Linked DNA regions of Mus musculus: regions 1, 2, 3, 5, 6 and 7 are each linked to region 4. A link is a contact called in public HiCAR-type, HiChIP or PLAC-seq and promoter capture Hi-C data. All regions are on one chromosome and are shown on one strand. The core of a region is the stretch at or near the end of the contact, and the rest is flanking DNA. Distances in the headings are between cores, read along the strand shown. Region 1 holds the start of Cebpzos (CCAAT/enhancer binding protein (C/EBP), zeta, opposite strand). Region 2 holds the start of Eif2ak2 (eukaryotic translation initiation factor 2-alpha kinase 2). Region 3 holds the start of Heatr5b (HEAT repeat containing 5B). Region 4 holds the start of Cyp1b1 (cytochrome P450, family 1, subfamily b, polypeptide 1). Region 5 holds the start of Prkd3 (protein kinase D3). Region 6 overlaps Prkd3 (protein kinase D3). Region 7 holds the start of Ndufaf7 (NADH:ubiquinone oxidoreductase complex assembly factor 7).

What was found. HiCAR-type assays count read pairs that join an accessible place to other places. HiChIP or PLAC-seq counts read pairs in DNA pulled down with a chosen protein or histone mark. Capture Hi-C pulls out chosen DNA fragments and counts their contacts.
Region 1: an H3K4me3 HiChIP or PLAC-seq map of forebrain shows a contact between it and region 4, with 5 times the contacts expected there. The contact joins the promoter of Cebpzos here to the promoter of Cyp1b1 in region 4. A contact is called at or near these places in 2 of 39 promoter capture datasets (liver and pre-B cells), 5 of 115 datasets of contacts at active chromatin or transcription factors (bone marrow-derived macrophages, embryonic hindbrain, embryonic stem cells and 1 more) and 3 of 9 other capture datasets (adipose tissue, liver and macrophages).
Region 2: a contact with region 4 is called in a FOXA1 HiChIP or PLAC-seq map of pancreatic cancer cells. The contact joins the promoter of Eif2ak2 here to the promoter of Cyp1b1 in region 4. A contact is called at or near these places in 3 of 39 promoter capture datasets (liver and pre-B cells), 1 of 484 Hi-C or Micro-C datasets (CD4 T cells) and 7 of 115 datasets of contacts at active chromatin or transcription factors (astrocytes, bone marrow-derived dendritic cells, embryonic stem cells and 4 more).
Region 3: a promoter capture Hi-C map of adipose tissue shows a contact between it and region 4, with 6 times the contacts expected there. The contact joins the promoter of Heatr5b here to the promoter of Cyp1b1 in region 4. A contact is called at or near these places in 2 of 39 promoter capture datasets (hippocampal neurons and liver), 1 of 484 Hi-C or Micro-C datasets (embryonic stem cells), 3 of 115 datasets of contacts at active chromatin or transcription factors (astrocytes, bone marrow-derived macrophages and embryonic stem cells) and 2 of 9 other capture datasets (adipose tissue and embryonic stem cells).
Region 5: a contact with region 4 is called in a HiCAR-type map of astrocytes, with 3 times the contacts expected there. The contact joins the promoter of Prkd3 here to the promoter of Cyp1b1 in region 4. A contact is called at or near these places in 8 of 39 promoter capture datasets (the C10 cell line, cranial neural crest, embryonic stem cells and 4 more), 2 of 484 Hi-C or Micro-C datasets (bone marrow-derived macrophages and embryonic stem cells), 7 of 115 datasets of contacts at active chromatin or transcription factors (astrocytes, bone marrow-derived macrophages, embryonic basal ganglia and 3 more) and 3 of 9 other capture datasets (adipose tissue, liver and macrophages).
Region 6: an H3K4me3 HiChIP or PLAC-seq map of bone marrow-derived macrophages shows a contact between it and region 4, with 5 times the contacts expected there. The contact joins the enhancer-like site here to the promoter of Cyp1b1 in region 4. A contact is called at or near these places in 8 of 39 promoter capture datasets (the 3T3-L1 cell line, cranial neural crest, frontonasal cranial neural crest and 4 more), 3 of 115 datasets of contacts at active chromatin or transcription factors (astrocytes, bone marrow-derived macrophages and stem cell-derived neural progenitor cells) and 1 of 9 other capture datasets (macrophages).
Region 7: a contact with region 4 is called in a HiCAR-type map of astrocytes, with 3 times the contacts expected there. The contact joins the promoter of Ndufaf7 here to the promoter of Cyp1b1 in region 4. A contact is called at or near these places in 6 of 39 promoter capture datasets (the 3T3-L1 cell line, cranial neural crest, frontonasal cranial neural crest and 2 more), 9 of 115 datasets of contacts at active chromatin or transcription factors (astrocytes, bone marrow-derived macrophages, embryonic forebrain and 4 more) and 1 of 9 other capture datasets (adipose tissue).

Annotation. Positions count from the first base shown.
Region 1 is chr17:78,915,053-78,918,143 of GRCm38.p6, forward strand. It overlaps Cebpzos (CCAAT/enhancer binding protein (C/EBP), zeta, opposite strand), which reads left to right and starts at 1,447. Exons shown (of 5, transcript NM_001177403.1): 1 at 1,447-1,641.
Region 2 is chr17:78,880,746-78,883,879 of GRCm38.p6, forward strand. Eif2ak2 (eukaryotic translation initiation factor 2-alpha kinase 2) reads right to left here and starts at 1,827. Exons shown (of 16, transcript NM_011163.4): 1 at 1,655-1,827. It overlaps Gm26637, which reads left to right and starts at 1,139. Exons shown (of 2, transcript XR_876974.2): 1 at 1,139-1,336.
Region 3 is chr17:78,833,890-78,836,691 of GRCm38.p6, forward strand. It overlaps Heatr5b (HEAT repeat containing 5B), which reads right to left and starts at 1,492. Exons shown (of 36, transcript NM_001081179.1): 1 at 1,417-1,492; 2 at 207-354. The coding sequence starts at 332. It overlaps Gpatch11 (G patch domain containing 11), which reads left to right and starts at 1,627. Exons shown (of 10, transcript NM_181649.6): 1 at 1,627-1,789.
Region 4 is chr17:79,713,248-79,716,388 of GRCm38.p6, forward strand. It overlaps Cyp1b1 (cytochrome P450, family 1, subfamily b, polypeptide 1), which reads right to left and starts at 1,814. Exons shown (of 3, transcript NM_009994.2): 1 at 1,440-1,814; 2 at 22-1,065. The coding sequence starts at 1,064. RefSeq lists promoters at 1,681-3,141, 1,687-2,885 and enhancers at 2,617-2,885, 2,648-2,678, 2,669-2,698, 2,811-2,839.
Region 5 is chr17:79,019,392-79,022,411 of GRCm38.p6, forward strand. Prkd3 (protein kinase D3) reads right to left here and starts at 1,425. Exons shown (of 19, transcript NM_001171004.1): 1 at 1,294-1,425.
Region 6 is chr17:78,993,960-78,996,772 of GRCm38.p6, forward strand. The region is part of intron 2 of Prkd3 (protein kinase D3); the gene reads right to left. All of the region lies in intron 5 of Gm41622 (a long non-coding RNA gene), which reads left to right. Among named protein-coding and RNA genes, the nearest start is that of Gm41622, 11 kb to the left of the region's middle. Within about 2 kb of position 1,327, at least 79 of the 459 cell types and tissues checked have an H3K27ac peak or open chromatin away from gene starts, as enhancers often do. A contact at or near this core is called in bone marrow-derived macrophages and liver, where this site is marked.
Region 7 is chr17:78,935,819-78,938,673 of GRCm38.p6, forward strand. Ndufaf7 (NADH:ubiquinone oxidoreductase complex assembly factor 7) reads left to right here and starts at 1,317. Exons shown (of 10, transcript NM_028611.3): 1 at 1,317-1,383; 2 at 1,673-1,836; 3 at 2,723-2,803. The coding sequence starts at 1,347. It overlaps Cebpz (CCAAT/enhancer binding protein zeta), which reads right to left and starts at 1,252. Exons shown (of 16, transcript NM_001024806.2): 1 at 1,057-1,252; 2 at 1-249. The coding sequence starts at 1,212.

The DNA of each region.
Region 1 (3,091 bases), core at 197-2,696, 800 kb before region 4:
CATAAAGAAAAAGGACTTAATTGAGAGCTGACCTACAGTTTCAGAGGTAATTTACTGTCTACTTGGTGGAGCTGGAGAAGTCGCTGAGAGCTCTACAGTCTGATCCATAGGCAAAGAGAAAGACTGGGTCTGGTGTGGACTTTTGAAACCTCAAATCACACCCCCAGTGACACACTTCCTTCAACAAGGCCACACCTTGCACCTTGTTGAATCCTTATAATCTTTTTGACACTTGTACTCCCTGGTGTAACTTTAATTTTTCCAAATCCCATTTAAAAAAAAATATTTATTATTATATGTAAGTACACTGTAGCTGTCTTCAGATGCACCAGAAGAGGGCGTCAGATCTCATTATGGTTTTGAGCCACCATGTGGTTGCTGGGATTTGAACTCAGGACCTTCAGAAGAGCAGTCGGTGCTCTTAACCACTGAGCCATCTCTCCAGCCCTCAAATTCCATTTTTAATGATGGTTTTTAAACACTTTAACCTTCCTTGTAACCCACCACTCACCAGAGGTAGTGGGAAAGAAAGGATACGGGGGGGGGGGGGGAAGTGGAACTGTTTAGAAAGGTTCTTTGGAGCAACTCCCTTCTGTGTTGTCTGGAAATCAGTTCAGTTCACAGGTTAGCAGGCAGCGGTAGTTGGATCCACTGGCAAACACCTCATGGATACAGTTCTGTAGAGTCAGGTTAGCAACAGCAGTGACATGTCCAGATGTTCGAATCAACAGTCGGAACCAACAGGAACAGGGAATCGAAGATGCAAGATCCATAAGTGTTGCACAGTTAGCTGTACCAGTGAGCCAAGTCAAGCCAAGCCAAGCTAAGCTAAGCCAAGCCAAGCCACTCCCCCTCCCCCAATTTCCATTATGTTTACCTTGAACGTTTTGTTGGGCAGCATTCATAGCTTCCTGTGTTTGCTTGTTTGAGACAGGGTTTCTCCGTGCAGCCCTGGCTGTGGATCTCTGAGGACAGACTGCATTTTAATAAAAGTGGATATAGTCTGACATTCCAGGCTTTGTCATGCACGTGGTCCCTCTTTAGGCATTCCTATGCCCCATCTCCTATCTTTCCTTCCCTTAGGTCAGCCCTCTTCTTGACTATTGGGCAGCACCTAGGCACAGCGCTTCTCACCTTTAATGTGTAAAGGAATTGTCTAGGAACCTGGCTAAAGGGCAAATCCCAATTTAGGGTCCCACTTTTCTGGCCACTCTCTGGCGATGGGTTGTTCCCGTTCTGATACATTTTGGGTTTAGAGTGGGAGAGACGATCCATGTGCAGAGTTTGGAGATGGTGTCCTGGGTTCAAATGTGAATTCTTTTACTTGGGTGTGACCGCGGGCAGGATAACCTTGCCTAAACGATACCAGCTTCCCACAGCTAGTTAGGTCAGGTTCCTCTGTGGGGCGTGGCTAAAGCTGGGGGCGTGGCGCTAAGACCGTGCGCTTGCGCAGTCGGGTTGCGGAGGCCTCAGGTAAGGACCGGGCAGTGTTTCTTGTCCTCTGTTCCCCAATGTGTGGCGCGTGGGGTCTGTGACATTCTTGGGTGTGGGGAACACTCGAGCGAGCCCGCCCCGCAGGCGCAGGAGCGCGAGCGTTTCCGGGTCGCCGAGCCGCGACGCATGCTGGGACCAGGACCCCGGGTAAGGCTGGGTGCTCGCTGTTGGATCCTTGCAGGGCAGCAGCCCCCGGTCGCAGCGCCGCCTTTCCTCCCTCGGGCCTACACTGGAGCACACGCAGGGTTGCTTCTCCTGCGCTGCAGCCCCAGGCGCTCCTGTGCAACAAGGCTCCGTGGTCTTTGGTCTCCCTGAGCCATCTTGTCTGGACAGTGTGTCTCTGGTGACAAACGTGCTTTATTATTAAGTAGACAAGTCCCGAAGCGCAGGGCTTTGGAATGTGGCACGTCCATCAGTTTTTAAGAAATTAAGTGTTTTATTAATATCATTATTTGGACTGTTTGATATCTTAGCATCACTCTCTTCCAATCAAAAAAGATTTCGCTCAGATCCCGTAAGTTGTGGAACAGGATGCAGGCAGGTGTGCCCTGTCCTCGCCCTGAAACCTTAAAACCGCCCTTGAGAACTTAGAACTGAGCGGGACCGTCAGTGATTTAGCAGAGTACTGGGAAATCGAGGAACACAGCTGTCCCTTCTGCCTCCTCCCCAGTTTTTTATTTGCTTCGTTTTAAAAATGAGAATAATACAGTTTTTTTTTTTTCTGGTCCCTGAGTAATTCCCATTACTAAAGTGAAAAACGAACGTTGGAGGAGGGACACATGGTAACAGAGTCCAAGGCGAATCCTGATAGTGTTTAATTATTTTCATGCTTAGATACCATGAAAGGGACGTAAAAGCAGGGGAAAGGACTGGCTGATCCTGAACATTAAAGAACAGCCTGTCTCAGCATTGAGCAGTGGGAAAATATCAGAATATTAGATCAAAAGCTTAGTAGTTTGGGGTTATAGGGAGTTAGTTATAAAGCCTGAGCTACCTTTTGCATATTTAGCAAGACAAAACCTTATTTACTGGATAACGGTTCTTCAAAGACACCTTCTTTTGACTGTTGGAAACTGAGCCTACTACTCATGCTAATAGCTTGCATGCTCCCGTTCTCGGTTTGTCTCTGCGTACAGGGGGGAAGACTTCAGTTACTCGAAGCTTTGCCATGGACTGGGTCACCACCAGTCAACTTCTCCCCCATGGGCCAGGGCTTTGTATAAAACCTGGAGTGACTTCACGGGGGGGGGGGGGATTACTGGGGTGCCTGCCACCCTAGTCTTGCTGAATCAGGATCTGGGGACTGGGAAGTGGTCTGAAGGCTTAGGAACGCACGCTGCTTTGGGGATGGTGCATTGAAGTGTTCCAACACTGAGACTGCCTTAGAGCCAAGACTGGTTTGCTACCGTCTGGTTTCATATCCGTCTAGGAAAGGCATGAACTGTGGTGCAACTTAACAAAAGTACCTTCCTCTTGCAGGGCAGTCTCCAAAAGGGCCTTCCAATGCTGTTCCTATTATTAGACTGTATTATAATTCCTAGGTCAGCTAAAAAGTTTCTCTCTAACAGACACTAAAAAGCCTTAGTTCCTCCAGTTT
Region 2 (3,134 bases), core at 577-3,076, 830 kb before region 4:
TCTAGCTTCTGGGGATCCGGCACCTTCCCTGGCCTCCAAGGGAATTGCATTCCTATGCACACACTCATACACAGATACATAATTAAAAATAAAAAGTAAATAAATTATTTTTTAGAAAGATTTATTTACTTTTTATGAATGTGAGTACAGTGTCTGTTACTCTCTTCAGACACACCACAAGAGGGCATCCGTCCCATTACAGATGGTTGGGACCCACCATGTGGTTGCTGGGAACTGGACTCAGATCTTCTGGAAGAGTGGTCAGCGCTCTTAACCGCTGAGCCATCTCTTCAGCCCCCAATAAATTCTTTTTAAAAATCAATATAACAGTTGTAACTGAAAAAGGAATGAAGGTACCAGAACTATAATAAGGGCTTGGTACAAATGAATGAATAAGTCCACTGGGGAATGAATGGCTAGGTACGGTCCAATCCATGCTCCCAGGAGTTGGAACCCTTTGTCTAGGGAGCAATTTTATTCACCTCTCAGGATGGGCTGGCCTTCTGTGATGCTGCAGGGGCAACTAGAATCACTCCACCTCACCACTGTATTGACAGGTGGGATTCCTATAAAGGAATCAGGATGCTTACCAGGAAGCTGCTCTCAGCTCTCAGTCGCTCACCCAAAGAGCAGCCCATCACATGCACCAACAAATGCCACCTGCTTGTCTCACCTATATCCTGAAGACCCTGATCTTTCTCCTTCCTGAAGACTGTAGGACCCCAGAAGGCTGAGCCCCTCCAGTCGCTGCTTCCCATACAACATGCATTCAGCTAGTATATGATATATAAAGGAGCAAGCTGCACACAGTGTTTGGGTCCCTCCAGGGCCGCAGGGCAAGCTGAAAAACAAGCACACACTCTGCCCTGAGAGTGTCTTTAACTCCAGGGGGCAAGGCACGGTTAGTACTAAAGGTGCAACAGGGAATCCCGTTTCTCTAGAATTCAAGGTTATTTATGAATTACCATCCACTTAACATACATGGAACGAGCACCTGTCAGGGATCAGGTGCTAGGCTTATACAAGCCAATGAAAACTGCTCTTGGGATCTTACTGGTAGAAGGAAAAAGACTAATTCTAGTACTAAGTACTAGTTGGAAGATTGAGAAAAATATGGGGCAGGGGACGGGGGGCGCTGGCTATGAGGGCAGAGTGGAGTTTCTAGCTTAGGGAAGGTAATTCATATCATTGGCTCTGTGAAAAGGACTGGATAGACAGATCTGCCCAGGAAGTCACTTGGGGGTGGGGTGAGGTGGAAAGGGCTTTCCAGGAAGTAGAAACAGGCAGCATGAAGGCAGGAGTTGGAGGGTATTTGGCTGTGGCCCAGAACCACCAAGTAAGTCTGAAAGTGGTGGGCACTGGGCGGGGGAGTTGGGAGAAGAAGGGGGAAGGGGAGGGGGAGGCGCGGGGGGGGGGGTTGCCTGACCATAGCGGCTGGTGGAGGATGGAGCAGGACCCGCTTGTCACAAAGGACAGCTAATTGGAATGCCATGACTGTGCAGCACAAAGTCTTGGCGCAGAATTCAGTCTCTGGGTCATTCAGGCTTCTAGAGTTCCCTCCAGAGTTTTAAGTCATTGGGCTTGTCATTTTCCTTCTGGGTCCCTTTTCCTGCAACCGCTATCCAGGAGTGGGAAAATAGCCCTCAGGTCTTACCAAAGTTTCTGGATCCGGACAGTGGCTCGCTCCCTGGAGCAGGATTCGAATTGTACTTCAGGTGCAGGCTCTGAAATCTATTCGCCCTCCGTTCCCTGCCGCTGCTGCTGCCCATGGAAGTCCGGGCCTGGCCGGTTCTCTTCTGTTTCGTTTTCCCGGCGGACTCCGCCTTCCCACACTGCTCTGGGCCCCTCCCGCACCGGCTCGCACCCGCGAGAAGTCAGGTAGGCGTGTCGCCTCTGTACCCCAGCGCGGGAGCCAAGGTCCGGGCCCGCCTCCCCTCTCCTGTGCAACTGCAGTAACTGCCAGCTTCTCCAGGTTTCGGACACTTCCTGGCTTCCATTCTGGGAAAGCTCTGCAGGAAGAAGAAGGAGAAACCCAAGCCTCCTGCTCCTGGATCAATGATCACAATCTACTTTTCAAAACAAACTTTGAGGAAGCAACTGGGCACATGGATGCTACCGAATTCCGATGTGCAGTGGGAGATACTGAGTAACTCGCCTCTCAGAGGGTCCAGCCAAGCTATGTCTGTGACAATTGAAGTCCAGGTTTGTAAACGTTAGTCTCCTTCCCCTTTCACACTGCCATGCCAAGGAGGACATAGCCATCTTGACAACATTGGCCAGAGGGTTGAAGAATTCTCTCTTAAATCTATTTGTCCAGCCCTCAGCAGTTACCTGCTAGCCCCTTGTTGCATATCACTCACCAGGCCAGGCCCCTGTTAAGATCCACCTGCTCCCAGAAAGGCCACAAGGAATGTTTTATCACAAGGCCAACACCAGCAGTCCCTGCTTAATAAGGAACCTTGCCTGAGCTGGAGAGATGGCTCAGCAGGTAAAAGCACTGACTGCTCTTCCAGAGGTCCTGAGTTCAATTCCCAGCAACCACATGGTGGCTCACAACCATCTGTAATGGGATCCGATGCCCTCTTCTGGTGTGTCTGAAGACAGCTATAGTGAACTCGTATACGGGTTAAAACAAAATTAAAAAAAAAAAAAGAAAAGAAAAGCAATCCTACCTTCCTGTAAGACTGTAACACACTCCCATAATGGAACTTGCTGGCCCAGGACTTGAGGGTTTAGCTTGTGGCACACTGCCCAGTGACACATCTTCATGCCTGCACTCTGAGCTGAGCACCATCCCTATGAGGAGAACTCAGGAGCTAGAATTAGAACCGGGAAATTGTACTCCCAACATGGCAACTGGTGAGAGATGGAAAAGTCCCAAGACAGAGCCCCCAATTTCACAGTCAACATTGCTGTGCCCACTCCTTTCTTCTTCCTTTCCTGTAAGGTAGGAGAACAACAGCCTAACTTTTCTTGTAGCGTGGATCCTGGGTGTAATTTGAGGTCTCTAATGTGAAAAGCCCGTGACCAGATCAGCCTCGATAAACTCCCGCTCCCTACTATAGCACCTTAAATGAACACCCGACTACCTAGGGAGAAGCTGACAGCGAGATCTCTGCAGACATTTCTCTACT
Region 3 (2,802 bases), core at 242-2,741, 880 kb before region 4:
CTGCGCTGCCTAGACAGATATGAAGCATGCAACAAGCAGGACGTAGACAAGGTTTGGGTTTTATTGCTGACTAAGAGAAGGATAAGGTAGAAATTCCCATAGTATAACATCCTCCAATTCCTTAGATGAAAGACTCATAACATTTTCAAAACACAATGCCTTCAATTTTCTTTATATCAACCTATGGTGAGGTGGGCAATGCTTACCTTGTTGGCAGCAACTAGGACTTTATCAAGAAATCTCAACCATTCAAAGATGAACACGGGTCTCTTTGCCTCCGTGATCTGAGCCAAAGCTTCCTCATTTAGCAATAAACTGTGAGCTAGCTCCATTATTGATGTTCTTAATTCACACCTTAAATGAACAGATTCGTTTTTTAAAAAAAGAGTAAAATATATTCTAAGGAATTTTTAATTTATGTGTAGGAGTGTTTTGCCCAAATGTATGTATACACATACATACATACATACATACACACACACACACACACACACACACACACACACACACACACATATATATATATACAGGGTGTTGGCTCCCCCTAGAACTGGAGTTACAGATGGTTGTGAGTCATCTTGTGGGCGCTGGAAATCAAACCCAGGTCCTTGTCAAAAGCAACAAGTATTCTTAATCACGGATTCCTTTCTCCAGCCCTTACATGTAAGGATTTCTTAAATATTAAATGTCAAGTTTCATAAATGCAACCACTAAGCTAGGGAAAGAAAGCGTGGTTTCATTTCTCATTAGAGAACTAACTTTGAAAGGACAATGATTTAAAAGAAAGAAAGAAAGAAAGAAAGAAAGAAAGAAAGAAAGAAAGAAAGAAAGAAAGAAAGAAAGAAAGAAAGAAAGAAAGAAAGAAAGAAAGAAAGAAAGAAAGAAAAAACTGGCGATAAGAATGGAATGAAAGGAAAATGTAAATACTGCAAAAAAGGCACTATTCCGGGGCGGTTGTTTCCCTGTTAGAACACAGGCTATTAACTCATTCTACCCTGAGAACCCCGAAGCACCGAGCTCAGGCGTCTGGGGAGCTTTCTCCGCCACCCGTCCCTCGCCACCGGGACCCAGAAGAGTGACCGTAGGGTTCTGATCGGCGGAGGCGGGCCCCACGGGGACACTGCGGCAGGGGCGCCCGGGACAACCCCTCGCCCCGGGAATGCAGTGCTCCGGGTCTGGATGCACCGGGCCGCTCCGAAGACCCCGACAACTGAGAGTCTGCTGGAAACGCAAACCGGGGTCCCCGGGCCGCCCTGGGATGTCAGCCTCCCGTCGTAGGAGTCCTCGAGCTGTCAACCCCGAGGCTGAGGATCCCCGGCCTCAAAACTCGAATTCCCTCCTCAGCCCTCGGAAAATGTCCTGGGACCCAGGGATGTCACAGCCTGCAGGCTCTGACAGCGCGCGAGACCGCCTCACCTCCTGGTCTAGTCCGAGCCGAGCAGCCAAGCTCCGCTCTGCCGAGGGACCCGGATGCCCCGCCTCCCAAACTCCGGCCCTCAGGAAGCCGGGAGACGACGCATGCGCGAGACACAGGTCCTGCGGACCGGCCCGCCCCCACGTCCTCTTAGCCCCGCCCACCCCAAGTTTCGAAGCGAATCGGCTGTCGGGGACGAGTGGGATGTTTGTGGGTCCTGCGCCAATTGCACGGCGCATGCGCAGCGCGACCTCCGCGGAGCTGGTTCCGGGCAGTAAAGCTCCGGCTTCAGGGTGTGCGGGCGCTCAGGAGAATGACAGAGGTCGGTGCAAGTTGGCTGTGACTGCCTATCACAGCGTCAGCTACGCCCCATCCGTAAGTGGTCGTTTTGGTGGGAGGGTGCAGGAGGGAGGAGAGCGGGAGGGAAGAAAGAGCCTGCGATGCCCGAGGCACCCACAGGAGAGTTAGCCCAGCTCTGTGTGTTCTGTAGCTCTGCTTCAAACTCGGTGCTCAATACTGAAATACGCTAGCAGCACCTATAATCGTCCTGTTGAGAAAGTGGTTGCTCCATTATTTCGGAACAGGCAAAGCGCTTCACCTAAACTTGCTCTGGCTCTTTGACACACACCACCTCCAACCATCAACAGATGCTGCGTGATTTACCCCCTCAGACCCAGAATCCTGACCACTTCGCTGTTGTGACTCTTAAGTGAGGGGTCAGGCCACCAGCATCCCTACCTGGGTTATCTATCGACTTGTGGAGTTTATTCTTATATTTGAAGGAAGTGGATAATGCTAGTGTATGTTGTCCTCATAGGAGGGGAACCTTCACATTTTAAGACCCAATTCCTTATTCTTTTCTCTCTCTCTCTTTTTCTTTCTTTCCTTCTTCCTTCCTTTTTTTTTTTTTTAAGATTTATTTATTATATAGCGTTCTGCCTGCATGTATGCCTACAGGCCCAAAGAGGGCACCAGATTTCATTATAAATAGTTATAAAGCCACCATGTAATTGAACTCAGGACCTCTAGAAGAGCAGACAGTTCTTTTAACCTCTGAGCCATCTCTCCAGCCCCCTTATTCCACTTCCTAACATAATGTCCTCACTATTGGTAATTAACTTCCTCAAACCGTATCATTTAATGAATCTACAGTGCCCCCAGCTGTGAAGTTTCAGTGTGATTTTATGTGAAAATTATATGTAAAAGATGGAATAACTATAAAAGGCAGAGCTTTAAAAGTAACATGTAATCCCTTGTACTTTTGTAAGTGTGTGTGTGTGTATTTTTACACAGGTAGATCATACTGTCCTCGAACTGCTGGGTGCTGAAATCACACCAGAGGGCCACCATGTCTGTGGAGTTAAATGCTTCCCTTAAAAATAATCTAG
Region 4 (3,141 bases), core at 564-3,063:
CAGCCCTCCCGGAGGCTTTACCTGGTAAAGAGGATGAGCAGCCACAGCAGCGCGGTGGAAAGGGTGTCCTGGCTGGCTCCGAAGATGTCCGTAATAGTGGCAGGCACATCCTCCAAGTCCAGCCCGGAGGAATCGTCGCCAGGGGCCCCAGACGCTTTCTTTTCGGCAGAGAGGATGAAGGCGTCCGTCATGTCTCGAGGAGCAGCCCCGGGCACCAGGCTTTCGCGGTGCCTCAGGAACTTGTCCAGAACGAAGTTGCTGAAGTTGCGGTTGAGCTGCTCGAACTTGCGGAAGGTGGTGCGCACCGGGTTGGGAAATAGCTGCAGCCAGGGCAGCACATCCACCAGGCTGCCCGCACCCACTGTGCGCCCGAACTCCTCATTGTGGCTGAGCAGCTCTAGGAACTCCGCATCGTCGTGGTTGTACCGACAGCCGAAGCACACAGCGCTCATGACGTTGGCCACCGCCACAATGACCGGCTGCGTTGGATCGAGGAAGGCGCCGCCCGCACAGCGCCGCACCAGCACTGCCACCAATTCTCGAGCCTCTGCCAGCGCGTGGCCCTCGAGAAGACCGCGACTGCGCGGGTGGCGCGTGGAGAAAGCACGCATCGTGCTATAGGCCGAGCGTCGCTGCGTCTTCCAGTGCTCAGAGTAGTGACCGAACGCCAGACTGCGGCCACCAGACACCACACGGAAAGAGGCGAAGGGCGGCCGGTCCGCGAAGATGCTGCCCTGCTGCACCAGGGCCTGGTGGATGGCACTCTCTCCATTCAGCACCACCACGGGACAGCTGCCCAGACGGATCTGGAAAACGTCGCCATAGCGCCTTGCAAGGCGAGCGAAGTACAAGTGCGACGCCTGGCCAACAGCCGCCGCGTTTCCGATCAGTGGCCAAGGAAAGGGACCTGGGGGCGAGGACCACGGTTTCCGTTGCCACTGTCGCAGCAGCCACTGGCCTAAGTGCACGGCGGCCAGGACGGAGAAGAGTAGCAGAAGAGTGGTCTGCTGGGTAGACAGCGAGCTCAGCTGCTGTGGACTGTCTGCACTAAGGCTGGTGGCCATGCTGGGGACACAAAGGCAAACCGTGAAACTCAGGTGTGCAAAGGAAAAAAAGAGTGCCCTCCGTCCCGCGTCTCGGCCCCAGCATGGGGCTTTACCCTGGGATTGAGTAGAGAGGAGGCAGTGCATAATTCAGGTAAAGGCTAGCTTTCTGGGCAAGATGCTTAAAACTATGTTTCCTACCCAACTCAGCCTCCAGCAGAGACCTATCGGCTTCCAAATCCCCAGCTGCCTAACGGTTCCCAGAATTCCGACACAATGCCGGTGGGTGGCAGACACTGAGGCAGGTTTCTTTTAAAGTACCTAATACCCCCACCCCTGACCTTCAAGAACTGCCCTGAAGAGACCTCAGGAAAGTGGCTCCGCGGACAGACTGACCTGCGATGAAGCGTGGTTTCCAGCGGTGTAGAGCAGCGGGATCTGGGAGAAGCTCTGGAGCCTCTGCCCAGATTCTGGCAAGGCTTCAACCTGAGAGTCCCCAGGGACCCCGAGACCTAGACACCTGAGGCCCGCTGCTTTAGCACCTACTCTTGACTCAATCAGAGCCTAAACTTAGATTAGGATGGAGGACAGGGACAAAAGTGTCTCAAGTTTGCACCTGGGACCCCGCAAAGTCAGGGCTTTCTCACGGAGTTGGGGTTGCAGTTGAGAAGGGTCGGGGGTGGGAGTTGATAAAGTGGAGTTAAATCCCAGCCCGCTGGCAGTTTTCAAGCTGGCGTCGCAGAGGTGTCTGCAACGCACCCCAGAGGCGATGCGCCATCCCTCTACTCCGGGGTTTTAAGGACTGGGTAGAGACTGGAGGAAGCGGGACCTTAGGGGGTGGGGCGTGAGGGGCGGGACGCACTGCGAAAATCCACAGATCTGTGAGTTGGGTCTCACATCCGTGCTTAGTGACCCAGGGTGGTCCAGTGGGAAATCCGCGCCTCTGGCTGGGACCCTCCTGAAACAATAGCTGGCAGCTTTGTTAGGATCCGCCTTGTAAAGTTTTCCTTTGGCGACAAGGGCTTGTCGTCAGTCATCCTCCCCACCCCCCACCCCCCAGTCAAGACCCCCACGCTTTCCTCAGAACCGAGCTTGGGACAGAATTTCCAACGCCTCTGCGCGCTGGAGCAAAGCTCAACCAGGAGCACGCCCTCCTCCTCCAGGTGACTCGAGTTTGGTGCCTTGCTCATGATCCTTAGGCACCGAGCCAGGAAAAGAAACTTGCTATTTTAATATCAGGACAGCTTGGTTTGCCTTGCATTTATCTTTATCTTAAGGTTTTACAAAGCATTTGGCCCCACGGCCGCGGCCCTTTGTGTGCACAGATCTCTACCTCTGAGATTTGGAAACCTTTAAAGTTCTCCCGCCCCAAGGCGTGCACCATCCTTCTGCACACAAAGCTCTCAGAAGGCAAGGCTTCCCGCGTTGAAACGACAGGAACTCTGCCACCTGCTGGACACGCGTGACAGCTCAGGTCGCCCCAGGCAGTGATCCAAGCTTGGGCACCAGAGACAGTCCTGGAGCGCCAGACCCGAGAGGGGGCGGTGAGTGGGAGGAGGAGGCGGCTCTGTACGCCAACAAACGGTTGGGTTGAAAAGTTTCTGCTGTCGCCTCCCCCTTGCGTGCGGAGCTGTGCCTTGCGTGCGCCGCTTCTGGGAAGTCGGCTCCAGTCATCTCCCTGGGCGCTGCTCGCGGCCGCCCCTCCCGCGTTTCTCACGACACCTGACACGCCGAGGCGGCGGCCAAGGGCGGGGTGCCTGCCGCCACCACCCTTGGCGGCGCACGCACAGCTGCCGCCCGCAGGGCCTGCCCTGAGGATGCTCGATCGCAGCCAACTGGTCGACCCCCACTCACTCAGCTTGTTTCCCAAACTAGCTTCGGGGACGCTTTCTTCAAAGAGAAAGCCAAGGATGTCAAAAGGCCTGGGAAGCAACTGCTCTTGTTTATGGTCAATGCAAGGTATCGTGCAAAACACCTGAGAGAACAAGGTTTCTGTTAGGCTCTGGAAAAGGCAACCCAAGAAAGAGGTAGACTGCTTCTAATAAAGGAAGAATTGTAGCCCCAGGTCATTGGTGTGATCTCTGGATAACCCGTTCCC
Region 5 (3,020 bases), core at 175-2,674, 690 kb before region 4:
TTATCAAAGATGCCTCCAAACCCATATTCTCAGGCCCATGACATTTATAAACCTATCCTATGAAGCAAAACCTATTGTAACGGTTCCCGTGAGACGTTTTAAAAATAATATATTTGCAAAAACTTGAAACAACTTTCTGGCTAAACTGCTGTTTTATCCCACCCCAGATTATAACTGGGAGAGGAAATGTTCTTCTAGAGCAAATGTTACTCAGAACTGAGTCTGGCAACTTCAGGGATGCTTTCTTGAAGCAAATCCGTAGGCTTGTCTACCCGCCTGGCATTAAAAGTTTAAACTCCAGCTGAACAAAATCAAAACTGCTAAAACTGCAACATCAGGTACAGAGTAAAAGTAACTTTTTAGTGTAATAACGTTTTTCTAGGACATGGATGAAAGTATCTCAAACTGTTGCTTCATTTGTGCCTACAGGTTTTAAAGGCCCTGTCCTACAAAGTAGTACTTCATGTTGAAACTTATCCTCTTTAATCAAAGATGACACCGATAGTCATATTTCCTGTGGGGACGGGCGTGGTTGAAGGGACAGTTACATCCATGCCATCAATCTGTGTACGGAAAAGTCTGCAGGTCGCCTGTAGCCTGATTTATATTCGTGCTTGCTGACAGCACGGCCTATACTTCTGATTTCGACGATGTGAACTAAAATACCCGACACGCAATCAAGTAATGTCGTGTGTGCTCATTATTATTATTATTATTATTACTATTTTATTGCTCCACACTCGCGGATGTTTCAACTCAGGGCGAAGCTCCCCCAGGGAATGAGAACGACTTGGAGCGAGGCTGCAACAGGCAAGCCTAAAGGCAGTCAGGAAACTGGGGTCACTATCCTCCAAACCCCGGATACTCGCCCCTTCCAGCCCCAGGACCAGGAAAAGTGCAGCAAAGAACCGGGAAGGCTCACTGCACCGTGCCGCCGGCGGCAGGATTAGTTGGCGGGGCTCGGGAGAAAGCGGGTCCCCGAGGGCCAGGGCGCGGTGGGTCACCAGCAGCAGCCGCGCGACTCCAACTTGGCCTCGGCGCGGACCGCGGAACTTGGCCGCGCCGGCGCCCCCGGCCGCCCGCGGAGCACCGCCCCGACTTCCCGCCCAGCCGCGGCCGCCGCCCAGCCCCGCGCGGGTCCGAGTCCCGCCGCCGTCGCCGCGGCCGCCGCATGCGGTGGGGGAGGGGCCGCGCCACCTCAGCCCGACGGGTCGGGAGAACAAAGCGGCAGCGGCGGCGGCGGCGCGAACTTTTTTCGGTGTCTGCTCCGCGCTCCCTCCAGCGACTACTTACAGAGGCGGGCTCGGCTGTTCTGGAGAAAGTCGGCGCGCGCCAGCGTCCGCGTCCCGGAGCAGGAGCCAGCGAGGCTTCACGCGCCTCGCACGAACCCGCCCGCCCGCGCCCCTTCCTCCTGCCCTCCCTCCCGTCCCGTCTCGAGGCCGGAGGGCGGGGGGCCGGGGCGCGCGGGCGGGGGCGCGCGGCCCGCGCGGGGCCTGCCGGGAGCTGTAGTTCCCCGCCGCGCGCGGTTGGTGGGTCTGGCTCCGAGGGGGCGCGCGGAGGCTCTGCAAACCCGCAGAGGTCCCCACCGGGCGCTCGGAGCGCGGGCTTGAGCGCGACTGGAAGGACGCGCTGTACTCGAACCTCTCACTTTGCTGTCCCCCTAGGCGGGCGCTGGCAGTCGGTGACAAGAGGTGACCACCTGAACGCAGCGTCCAGAGTGGAGGACCCTCCTTTCCAAAGTTGTCCCTTTCGGCGTTCCCGGGGGCAGCTGTCACCCAACACCCAGAGCTACACAGACACAGTCCTTCACCGGCGCCACAGCAAAACTTGGAGACGCCGCTTGCACGTGCCTGTGTTTCCTCTTGTGCACCTTAACACTGGTGCGTTGCCCTCTCTACCAAAAGAGCGGTCGACAGTCATGGAACCTCAGAGAGAAGAAGCCCTGTGTGTTAAATTATAAATAGTTGATGAAAGAGAAACATCTGCGCGGTACAGTCACTGACACAAAAACTAGATAGTTCTTCCACGTCGACGTTTTATATCTTCAAAGTAAAATATATTGTCATAAAGGCCACTCGTCTGGATGCAGAAAGCGGGGTGGGGGGCAGCTTTTGAGAACATAGGGGAGAATTAATCTGGGTACAGAATCTGTAATATTAATGGATAGTCCTGGATTTGAAATAAGTGAGACCTCTCCCTGCCCCCCCAGGGATAGAAATGGGAGACCGAACCCACTCACAAGGTCACTGAAGAGCTAAAGCACTGACCATACTACTAGCTGCAGCCTCGTCTCCTAGGGAGTGAGGCTTTTAAAACAAAACTGTGTATAATCTTTTTCTACAGGGAGCGTTAAGGGGTGGGAGGACATTTCGGACATTTCTCTGGAATCGGAAACTGCCAACATCCACTAAAATCTAAATCTGATTACATCTTTGTTCTTAAAGTCTTACCCAGACACCACTCACACTAATGCAGGCAACCCTAACTAAACAAAAAAGGTGTCAAAGGAAAGGGCCCAGTTCAGAAGGGGCTCAATTGAGTAGGGTATGGGTTGTGAATATGATCAAAATGGTGGTGGTGGAGGGCAGGGAGCGAGGGAGGGAGGAGAGGGAGAGAGACAGAGACTCTTTAAATATATTTTGTGATTCTTTTACTTTAAGATTAAAAGCAGATTCATTCCAGTGTACCCTCTTCTTAAGCGTTCCCTTGCCTAACTGCTCTCTTCTTTCTTTCTTTCTTTCTTTCTTTCTTTCTTTCTTTCTTTCTTTCTTTCTTTCTTTCTTTCTTTCTTTCTTTCTTTCTTTCTTTCTTTCTTTCTTTCTTTCTTTCTTTCTTTCTCTCTTTCTCTCTTTCTCTCTTTCTCTCTTTCTCTCTTTCTCTCTTTCTCTCTTTCTTTCTTTCTTTCTCTCTTTCTCTCTTCTTCACAATAGATGTTTTGGCCCAGCCAGGAATATCTTCTCTCAGCAAGACTCGCAGGATCTCATCAGAGCAATTTGCATTCAGTTTGAACCAACTCTAGA
Region 6 (2,813 bases), core at 77-2,576, 720 kb before region 4:
ACACTGAATATTTGGTCTTCAGATCTAGTATTTAAATGATCAAAACTAAAGCCAAGTATTTTAAATCACCTAAAAACAGACAGAATTTCAATTTTACTAAATGCCATTATAACTCAAATGAATTGCTTTCTACCAACTTCCTTTCTCATTCCAATTACATCTAGTTTTTTCATTCAACAAACTAATAGCAAGAGTAGCTTTAGAGGGTATTTTTTAAGCCTCTTATCAATATGAAATCAAGTAAACATGGGAGCTAACATCCACTAGGTAGTCATCACATACCAGACACTGTGAATAAACTCTCCCAGTTTAAATAAACACGTCAGAACTAAAATTAAAAAAATATGTATGTATATATGGTTTTGTTGACATACGGCAACTAAATGCTGCAACTTTGATGTTCACTAAAGTTTTAAAACATCTATAGAACCAAGGATCTTTCTAAATTTAGAGTCTTTGAAGCCACAGGTATGTTTTCTGAGCATTATGGCCCAGGACTGCACTAAGAACTTTCTTTTTAATCACAACAACTCTTTATAAAGGTTTATCATAGGCTTGTAATGTGACGCTCAGCTGGTCTGGCTGACACACTTCGCCTGGCTCAGCCCCACTTCTACTGCTGCCAGACTGCATTCTAAGGTCTGACTGTCTTCCGGGTCCCACGACTTCCCTGGGGCTTCCTGCAAACACACCTTCTCTTCAGTATATACATCCCTAGAAGGTAGAAATCACACTCGTGTTCATTTTGCTTTGTAAACTATGAATCACTAGGAATCTAGGAGTTTGAGGGCAGCTCGGTGGTAGAGTACACGCTTAGCACGCACAAGGCCCTGGGTTCAATCGCCAGCGCCCCATATATACACATGTTCTTACACAGAAGAAGGAAAATGCCCACTATTTGCATGACCTTGTTTTTAGTATAAAAGCAAATAAAATGTGTTCTGTACTAAATGTTTACTGAGAGTAAGGTATTTCTGAGGAAAGACACGAAGAAGCTAGCACTGACCTCAATGTAATACGTTGGAAGACTTTCAAAGCTTAAAAAAAAAAAAGGAAGCTAAGTTTTGGCTTATGCTAACAACAACAACAAAAGAAACTCCACCTCACCCCACCCTCAGGATGTGTCATGAACCTGGATGAAATTCAAAAAGTGACCTCTTTTGGTCATATCTAAGTTTTAAACAAAACTCAACTAAAAATGATTTACTAGCTAAAGGGATTTCTTGGGAGAAAAAAAAAATCTTGCTGTTGATGCTGATATAGTCTGTCAGCGTTTAAGCAGGTTTGTGCTTAGCACAGTCTGTGAATCGCTTGTACTTCATGAGATTCAACCACACTCTTCAGTATGCCGCCAGAAACTATTCTGTCTTTACTCCAGTTGCACACACAGTTCCTAGTCTGTAGTCCTTTAAAAACTCGACCTTAACCATGTTCTGCTGTGCTTGTTTATGAATTTATTGAATCACCCTGTGAAATGTGTCATCTGCCCCAGTGTTTAGTGTGGTCAGTGTGTTTCTCCCCAACATGTGAGCCCTTTGTAGGGGGAGGGCACTGATCTTATCACACTTGCTGTGTTTTCCACGTTGCTTTTTGTCTTATTATTTTTATAGCTGACATTATGGTTTGCTGACCTAAGAGTGAGTTATCCTGGCACAGAGCACTCAGCCAGCTCCGTTTTATATTCATGCTCCTTTGACCCCAGTTTGCACATTTAACTTACTCCCTCTGGAGCTTACTGGGTAGAGGTCAGCATTAAGTCCCACCTGCACTTAAAACAGGTTTTCCAATGTCAATTTATGGGAAGACGATTCCCTTCAAAAGGTTTTCCTTTTTTCTTTTCTTCTTCTTCTTCTTCTTTTTTTTTTTTGCGTGACTCCTTTGCAGCACATACCTAAAATAAATGTCTCCCAGACTCCCTAACTCCTGCTTCAGTAGCACCAAACACCAATAGCTGCATCTCCCTTTCTATTTTTCAGATTTTTGAAATTAATGCTCTTGACGACTTTAGAACAACATCAGATAAATTTCTAACGAACAATGTCGAGGGGGGACCCAAAAAACAAAAGAAAAAACAACAAATAACACACAGGAAAAAAAATAAGATCTTTAACTTAAATAAAAATTATATACTATTTGTCCCTTTTAAAGATAAATCATTCATATTACCTTTAAAAAGACACTTTAAAATATTTTTTAACAATTTACTTTTTAATGGGCATTGATTGGTGTTTTGCCTGCATGTATTTCTGTGTGAGTGTCAGATCCCTTGGAATTGGAGTTACAGACAGTTGTGAGCTTCCATGTGGGTGCTGGGAATTGAACTGGGTCCTCTGAAAAAGCAGCCAGTGTTCTTAACCACTGAGCCATCTTTCCAGACCTAAAAATATTTTTTTTTAAAGTTTAAAATTTTATTATACTTGAGATAATTATCACTAAGTCCTATTCTTTTCTAAAAAGATTTTTAAAGATTCATTATTACTTTATTTGTTGTACGTGTGTCTGAGTGTATGTATAGTGTTTGAGTGTATGTGCAGGTATATAGTGTTTAAGTGTGTGTGAATGTATGAAGTGCTTGAATGAGTGTGTGTGTGTGTGTGTGTGTACATTATATGTGTGCTGGTCTGTGAAGAAACCAGGAGAGGGTGTCAGATTTCCCAGAGCTAGAAATATTGGGAAATAATCTCTAGTTCTTTGGGAGAGCAGCAAATACTCTCAACTGATATACCATTTCTCTATCCCCCTTTCCTCTATTATTATTTTATCTTATGTATATGGATGTTTTACTTGCATGTCTGTCTGTCTATGTTCCACAT
Region 7 (2,855 bases), core at 67-2,566, 780 kb before region 4:
TGTCTTTTTTCCTTCTGTTGCTTTTTGTTTTTTATTCTCCACCTTCAGTAGTTTTGCTTCTTTTTTGCTGGTGTTTTCCTTTTTCTCTGGTTCATCTTCTTCAATCAAAGACTTTGAGTATTTGGCCAAATTCAGATTCTGAATAAATGACTCCAGTTCACCTTGTTGAAGGTCGTCAATGGTTCCCTTTTTGCCCCCATCCACCACTTCCTCATTTTCATCCAAAGTAGCCAGCATAAGGTAATCTTGCTGTAGAAACACATTAAAAAAAAAAAAAAAAGGCCGTATTACAAACCCAGAAATTCAGTAAGAACTTCATTTTTAAAAACCATCACATATGAATTATTACACTATTATCTGGCAAACTCACAGATATCCAACAGGAAAATGTGCCAAAGATAGGTACACAATAGGGAAAAGGCTTTTGAAGAACCTTCTTCAAGATATGAAAAGATTCTCAAGCTGACAGTCACAAAATCCAGTGAAAATCGCAATGATCTAGGCACTCGTAATGCATCAGGTGAGCAAGGTTAAAGGTTTATCTGAGTGGGCAGGGGATGGCTCAGTGGGTCAAGTCTATGCCAAGGAGCCTGGTGATTTAGGTCCGATCCTCGGAAGTCACATAAAAGAGAGAATCGATTCCAAAGTTGTCCTCTGACTTCCACACGAGTGTACCAACAAACATACAACACTCCTTCCAATAATAGAAAGTACTTTATGAGGTAGTGTAGGGAGGAAGAGGCACTTTCATAAAAGGCTAATGTAAACTGGCAGGTTCTTTTAGCGACTTCAATCCAACCTTTTAACCTAGCAGATGTAGATTACACATACGGTCGTGTTCAAAACATTTGCCCACGTGGTTAGAATCCGATCGCCTACATTTTAACGAGGCATAAACCCAGGAGAAAACATGCAAGCCGAACTGTTTTTTTTCCCACTGAAGCGCGGTAACAGTAAATGCGTGGGAAGCTCTCAGAGCAGGTCGGAGGCTGGGCTGCGGGTCCCACCTTCCCGGCAGCCGTGAGCATCCCCTTCCCCAGAGCCTGCGGCCCTTACCTTTGTGCCTCCGAGGCGTAACACCTCCTCCAGGGAGAAGCCATTCTTGCCCTCATCGCCATCCTCCTCGTCTTCCTCATCCGGATCTTCTGTCACCTGTTTGGGACGCCAGGGCTGCTTGGCAAGGAACGCCACAGGTTCCTGGTCGGCCGACATGGCGGGCTGGACACGCGAGTGCAGCCCGGAGCTTACTTCCGCTTTACGGTGACGCACTTCCTATTGCGAGGGCGATTCAGGAAATACCGTTTAAACCCCGCCTCCGGGGCGGAGCCTGGCCTCGGGGTGTAGGAATGAATGCTTTGGTGAGACGCTGCGTGGCCCGCGCGGGTGAGAGTCCCCTTGCAGGATCCTGTTTCCATGGAAACCGTATGGCGCGGCTCCTTGGTCCCTCCGTTGCTCACCTGGGGCTGGAGCAGGAAGCTGGTCCACAGAGAGGCTTAGCTGTGTGGAGGGGCTTGTAGTCATGGGTTCGGTGCATGCCTTGCCTCCATCGGGTCCTGACGTTGGGGCGAAGTTAGTGATGAACGAGGCATCCTTACAAGCTTTAGGCTGCTTGCTGCGCGTGTAAATGAAATGGAGATATCTAATGCGGGCGGTGCTTAATCGTGCTTTTCAGGCCTTCCCTGTATTTGGAGAGGGAAATGCTACAGCTCCGGGAATGAGCCGGCAGAAAGCAACCAGGTGACACCGATGCTGCGGCATCTTATGTACAAAATAAAGTCTACAGGTCCCATCACTGTGGCCGAGTACATGAAGGAGGTTTTGACTAACCCAGCCAAGGTAAACGTAGGGGGAGCGTGAACCACCCAGTGTGTGTACACAGAGGAGCCCGAAGGCCTCTAGAGCCATCAGGTGTTGAGCCACCGCCGAAGTCCTTGGAATATAGTCTTATCTGTCATTTGCGTTAAAGGGCAGTGCCAAAAAAGAGGTCATGACAAATTCCTGCGGAGTTTAGGTGACAGAATGTAATTTAATTTTCCTGAGTTAAAGGAATGCTGATTTTCTAACCGGGGTTGTGGATTTCTGCTGTTTGTATAAGGGAAACGCTGTATGTATGAGGTTGACCTTGAACTTGCAGCATCTTCTTATTTACCCTCCTGAGTGCTGGGATTCTAGGTGGTCTTCACCTGCCTGGCTAAAAGAAAGCTTTGAGTCTTTCTTGAAGGTTAAGCATTATGGTAAAACTTGGGATATGAAGTTAAGACAAAGTCTTCTCCCCAGATAATTAAGCCTTGTAAGAAACGTAATTGTTGTCTTATTTAAAAAAAAAAAAAAGCACTGGATTTAGTTTTGGGTTGGGAGTCTTTGGAGAGAGAAGTCAGTGAAGACACTGTTTGAATAGACTGAATGGATGCCAGGGAGAACTAAAATGAGAAGAAAGTGAGACTTTGCATTGGTATGGAAGAGTGGGAGAGGGCAAGGAGTAGAGAGATGATCTTGTCTGCAGCCCTTCTACTTGAGTAATTGCTGTTTGGTGAGTTTTGCAAAATGACTACTACTATGTAAAATTTAGGTAAAGACTCTGTCCTTATCTTGGTTACTTCAGAAGAGAGAACTTTCTTGGTAAATACTTACTTCACTGTAAGCATTCCATAAAATTTTGGTGGAGCACTTTTGAAAGCTTTATTTGAAAATTAATCTTTTCCATTTCTCCTCTTTTACTCAGGGATATTATGTGCATCAGGATATGCTAGGAGAAAAAGGAGACTTTATTACTTCACCTGAAATAAGCCAAATCTTCGGGGAGGTAATAACCAACATGTAGACCTTAAAAGAAATGTTATAGATACTGAGGGCAG